2 separate regions of the Mus musculus genome follow, and region 2 is linked to region 1. A link is a contact called in public Hi-C data. All regions are on one chromosome and are shown on one strand. The core of a region is the stretch at or near the end of the contact, and the rest is flanking DNA. Distances in the headings are between cores, read along the strand shown. Region 1 overlaps Ak7 (adenylate kinase 7). Region 2 overlaps Papola (poly (A) polymerase alpha).

Region 1 (2,837 bases), core at 95-2,594:
CATTTTATAACTCACTTCAATTCCAGGGCCAGCGGAGGAGCCTGGGACAGGATCTCATCTTCTTGACTACAGCCTGTACTTTCAAGTCAAGAGCATGCCTGTGAGAACTGCTCCTCTTTTATTTATTTATTTATTTATTTATTTATTTATTTATTTATTTTATGTATGAGTACACTGTTGCTGCCTTTAGACACACCAGAAGAGGGCATCAGATCCCATTACAGATGGTTGTGCGCCACGGTGTGGTTGCTGGGAATTGAACTCAGGACCTTTGGAAGAGCAGTCAGTGTCCTTAACCACTGAGCCATCTCGCCAGCCCAAGAATCTCTCTGCTTAACTGAGCAAATGTGCAGGTATGGTACTGGCATAAATACTGTCGTTTGTGGGCTAGGGAGATGACCCAGCTGTTAAAGTATTTAGACAGCAGAAAATACCCACCCGTACATGTGCACCTGCCAACCAACACACACACACACACACACACACACACACACACAAACACACAGAGGCATGCATAAAAAAGGGAAAATCCACTCTGGCATTCATGTTTACATGCCACACCCTTCTTGCATTGTTAATCTTTTGATTTACTTTTGATTTTTCCAGATATGGTTTCTTTGTGTGGTCCTGGCTGTCCTGGAACTTACCCTATAGACCAGGCTGGCCTTGAACTCAAAGATCCACTAACCTCTGCCTCCCAAGGGCTGGGATTGCTATCACCATGCCTGATAATTTTTTTTTAAGTTCCTGAATGCCTTTGACCATGGGTAAATTTCACCCTTTACTGATTATACTATAAATGTATTGGTTTTTTTTTTTTTCCCCATGGCTTGAGATCAGGTCTCACTTTATAGCCCTTACTAGCCTGGAACTCAAAAGACCTGCCTACCTCTGCCCCCTGAGTGCTGAGAGGAGAGCGTGGGCACCACTCCCTGCCCATGTCTCTGATAATAATCCACTTCTTGTCTTGAATTAATGCCTTTCTCAGTGTACAGTCACAGTGTTATATCCAAGACTCAGGGACCCCAAAGACCACCGAGGAGCCAGTGCCGATGCACACACACAAGGGTCTTTACTACAAGCTTGGGAGCAAGAACTCTCACCCATCACCATAGCAGGGGGTCAGTCGTGAGAGCCTTGAGTCTAGGGGTACAGGGTATTTATTGTGGTTACAGCAAGCTTGGGAAATTTCCATACAGGTCAGCAAGTTAATATTTTAACAACTGCATTTCTGGAGTAATCTGCAGGAACCAAACATGGGGGCAAAACCACCTGACAATCAGGATGGCTAGGCTATCTATTTGCTGCAGGATGTCTTAGGTTATCTACATGTATGTTGGCCCTGCTGTTGTAGCCTGTCTGGTTATTGCTATGAGGGGTTGTCATAGGATGCTTGCTCTTGGGGACTTTGTGCACTCTCAAAAACAAGGTTGTTGGGCTTTTCCCCAGCCCAGTTTAGAGGTTTCACACACTCTGGTTACTGCAGTCACAGAAGGAAGAGGTCTAGGGCTCCCAGGAGCCAGATCTATAAATATAAATTCAAAGCAGGTGGTTTTACATATGTTAGTATAAAATGGCCATGGTATCCCATGTCTGTAATCCCAGGACAGAGGAGGTGGAGGTGTTAAACCTGAAAATGGCAAGGAGAAAAACCAAATCCATGACTGTCCAATTAAAGCAAGCTTTATAAAATACTGGCCAGGCTCATACCTGGGACCCCACCCCCACCCACCCCCCTGAGAATGGTGCTGAATTATTTTAGTCAGGCATTCATAAAGGCTGAAGCCACAGGCTATAGTACTTCCTGCCACCATCCATCAGGGAAAAGCATGCATCCTGCCTATTATGAGATCAAGTAGGCTCAGCGGTTAAGAGCACTGTCTGATCTTCTGAAGGTCCTGAGTTCAAATCCCAGCAACCACATGGTTGGCTCACAACCATCTGTAATGAGATCTGACACCCTCTTCTGGTATGTCTGAAGACAGCTACAGTGTACTTACGTATAATAAATACATAAATCGGGGGCTGGAGAGATGGCTCAGTGGTTAAGAGCACCGACTGCTCTTCTGAAGGTCCTGAGTTCAAATCCCAGCAACCACATGGTGGCTCACAACCATCCGTAATGAGATCTGATGCTCTCTTCTGGTGCATCTGAAGACAGCTACAGTGTACTTAGATAAAATAATAAAAAAAATCTTTAAAAAAATACATAAATCTTTAGGTGGGGGTGGAGGGTGGGGTGTGGTTGAGATCGAGTGCATCCTGTGCAGCTGGGACAACCAACCTTGTTTGGCGGAGTGAAAACACCTGACTTGCTATTTTCCATGACCAGCAGCCCCCAGCATTCCAGGATGTTGCGGGTCCTTGGGCACGCGGGGCTTACAGGTTACTCACACTATGTGATTCAGTCAGGGTTGCACGTGTCCGTGGGGTACGTTTGGATGAGATATGCAGTGTCCTTGTTATGTCCATCACTGGGAATATCTGTCGCTTCCTTATGTGGGCACTGTTGGAGATTCTCTGAGCCAGCTCTCTGGAGATGCGGGCTTCATTCTTGGGAAGCAGAGAGCATTACACTTCCATTGAGCCAGAAGGAGCGCCTCCGTGAGCAGGGCGTCCTCCCCTGGCTCTGGGGCACTCGCCTTGCACCGCCTTGCACCTTGTGTCTCCCTTAGGACGACAACGAGGTTCCCTTCACAGAAGAGGATTATCGAAGAAGGAAACATCACCCCAACTTCCTGGACCATATCAACGCTGAAAAAATTGTTCTCAAATTTGGAAAAAATGTAAGTCTGGACGCAGAGATCGTTGTGGAGTGGGAAAGGTTCGTTGCGAGG
Region 2 (2,837 bases), core at 178-2,677, 86 kb after region 1:
AAACGTGAGTTCAGAATTTGTTGGCTAGCTTATTAAAAACATTGAAGCTCTTCATCAACACTAACTTAATCTTTTTGCTTTTCCCTTATCAACAGGGCACAACATCTATTCCAATATATTAGGTTTCCTCGGTGGTGTTTCCTGGGCTATGCTAGTAGCAAGAACTTGCCAGCTTTATCCAAATGCAATAGCATCAACTCTTGTACATAAATTTTTCTTGGTATTTTCTAAATGGTATGTTTTTAGATTATATTACAATAAAATTGATTGTAGACACTGAAGTTTAGTCTTATTTCTGTGACATTTCTACAGCTGGTTTCAGATTTCAATTTTAGTTTGTGGGCTGAGGGGGTAGTGCTCAGTGGTAGACTGCTTGCCTGGCATGCACAAGGCCTTGAGTTTAGTCACTAGTCCCTCCAAGAACCTAACCAGTTTTAGTTGAAGATACAGCTACCGTGTTGGGAAGAGACATTGTGTGTGAAAAGGAAAACCTAACTCCTTAGTTTCTTTTCCTTAGCTCTGCCACCTACCCTCCAAATACACTCTGAACTTAGCCACTGTAATGTTTTCTGCCATCTGCTCTGTTACTAGGGTGGGTAGAACTCACACACACCATTCCTTTCATTCTGATCACTTCTATCCAGAGGCTGTTTGTGATTGTGTTTTACCTTCAGCCATCATTAACTTGGTAAAACCTTAAATGTGTCACTTCTATAACAGTTTTTAAAAAAAAATATGTTAAGTGACTGAAAATAAATGGAAGTCACTGGATCTTTGAGACTTGTTAGCCCAGGAGAGATCTACTAATTAAGATACAAATGTTTTGGATTTAAGAAAAGTCCAAGACACTGCCAATTTGAAGTAGTTACTTTGATACCAAGAGTTGGGGTTTTAGTCAAGTTAAAGAGATTTATCTTTCATATTGCCAGCACTTTCCTTTCTTAATGTGAAGAAAGACTTGTTCCTTTGTAGTCACTTGGTAACAGACTCTGGATTTAATGTGTAGCAACTGCTCTGTCCAGTATAGTTGTGCTGCTTTGCCTTTGTCTTGGTGAGTGAGGTGTGATCAGGTCAGACACAGAACCATGAACATTTCTAGTAGGCCAGCTTGATTTATACTAAGCAAGAGAAGCACTTTTCATTTTTGATCTTTATACCCAACTGAAGTAGCATTAATACATTTTATAACATGGCTGTATTATATAGTACTCACAGAAGCATTGTCCTTGTTAACCTTCGCACCGTGCCTCTAGTTACAAGTCACTTCCATGTACCCGTTCAAGGGACTAGTGTGAAGACAGGAGTCTTTTCTCAACCAGGATTAGCCCAGTTCAAGGGTGAGGTGGACCTACTAGATGTCTCGAGGTGGTGCTTACTGTTTGAATAGTGCTTTATCAGTTCCCCCGCAGAGCAGATGTCTGACATGATAAAGCTGTCCTGATTTGACTTCATAGAGCAATACTGTGTAAACAGAAAGCAATGAGAGGCTGTGGTGTATATGCCAAGTGAGTGAAGCAGGGTTGCATTCACAAATGCTGTATGTTTAACAGAAACGTTTAGATGCTAATGTCCAATAGTCTTATCAAGTGCTACAATCTTTTTGAACAGGGAATGGCCAAATCCAGTGCTATTGAAACAGCCTGAAGAATGCAATCTTAATTTGCCTGTGTGGGACCCAAGGGTTAGTGTATTATTTTTTCCCCTACAAATTCACACTATTCAATAACAAAAGTCACCTGCATAAAGGAGGAGGCCGCCCAGTTCTTACATATGAGTGGACACACCCATATTTCACTTGTTATAGATGACCTGCTCTCTAATTGTCCTCCGGTGTGAGAAGTGTAACGCTGTACTGTAAGCCACATTTACTTGTACACAGTTTATACAGATCTCACTAACAACTTATTCCATATAGCACTATCTTGTAAGTCAAAGTTGTATGGGCGTTTGTGCTTTTAAAAAAAAAATAAAAGGATACTAAAAATCCCTGTATATTTTTTTATTTGCTCTAAGTATTTGTTCAGTTGGCTTGTTTTAGAAAGTTCTTGCATAGTGTTTGTATGCAGCATATGGCTCCTAAGCAGGATTGCAGTGTCCGTGCTATAATTGGAAACTCTGGTTTAGGTGTTTGAGAGATGCAGAACTGTGTCAAGGAAGATCACCCACTTTGTGGAAAGTTATAGATAGCATTTACTGCTTAGACTTTATAGGTGTCAGTAACGCTAGCTTTATCACAATAGCTTTATTATAATATAAAGGAATTAATTGGAATCAAAACTATCCAGGTTTTTGAGATCATAATTTAAAATTTTTTTTATTTATTACAATATCAAAGTCTTGTAATTTTTTTTTTTTGACTCTGCCCCAAGCTGTGTGCTTTCAAGTTACCTGAGCCTCAAGGCATTTAAGGGAGAGTGTAAGTAGTTGCCTTTGTGGGGATGAACCACACAGTGTACAGATAGTAGTCACTAAATAAATCGTCCTATTGTCTCACGGCCCAGAGCTGTTCTTCCTCTGTAATTTTGCAGGCACTCATTTATCCTGCCAAATACAGAAAAGCAGTAGATTTGCAACACATTTTTCTGTTTTGCTTTGCTCTTGCCAGCAGGTCCATGCAGTCAGGTTGCAAGGTAGTCATACCTCCATCTTGGGAACAGACTGTTGACTAGATCTTTCATTCTGTAAAAAATGTCTATAAAGCAGTCTCTTGACATGCGTTTTATTTCTCAACTCCAGCTATGAATGAAGTAAAATGTAATCATTGGTTCAGTTTAACAAGGGGTAAAAGTCCAAGTATCTGTCGTATATGTACTTGAAGAAACTGATTGGCTGTTGTT

What was found. Hi-C and Micro-C count contacts between places; a contact is called where the count stands out from the background.
Region 2: a Hi-C map of the G1E-ER4 cell line shows a contact between it and region 1, with 4 times the contacts expected there. The contact joins two enhancer-like sites. A contact is called at or near these places in 7 of 484 Hi-C or Micro-C datasets (the G1E-ER4 cell line, Sertoli cells, embryonic stem cells and 2 more), 6 of 115 datasets of contacts at active chromatin or transcription factors (differentiating embryonic stem cells, embryonic stem cells and trophoblast stem cells) and 3 of 9 other capture datasets (adipose tissue, liver and pancreatic islet).

What each region holds. Positions count from the first base shown.
Region 1 is chr12:105,723,512-105,726,348 of GRCm38.p6, forward strand. Ak7 (adenylate kinase 7) reads left to right here. Exons shown (of 18, transcript NM_030187.1): 5 at 2,676-2,786. Among named protein-coding and RNA genes, the nearest start is that of Ak7, 19 kb to the left of the region's middle. Within about 2 kb of position 1,345, at least 9 of the 459 cell types and tissues checked have an H3K27ac peak or open chromatin away from gene starts, as enhancers often do. A contact at or near this core is called in the G1E-ER4 cell line, where this site is marked.
Region 2 is chr12:105,809,429-105,812,265 of GRCm38.p6, forward strand. Papola (poly (A) polymerase alpha) reads left to right here. Exons shown (of 22, transcript NM_011112.4): 8 at 1-4; 9 at 96-234; 10 at 1,609-1,681. Among named protein-coding and RNA genes, the nearest start is that of Papola, 26 kb to the left of the region's middle. Within about 2 kb of position 1,428, at least 6 of the 459 cell types and tissues checked have an H3K27ac peak or open chromatin away from gene starts, as enhancers often do. A contact at or near this core is called in the G1E-ER4 cell line, where this site is marked.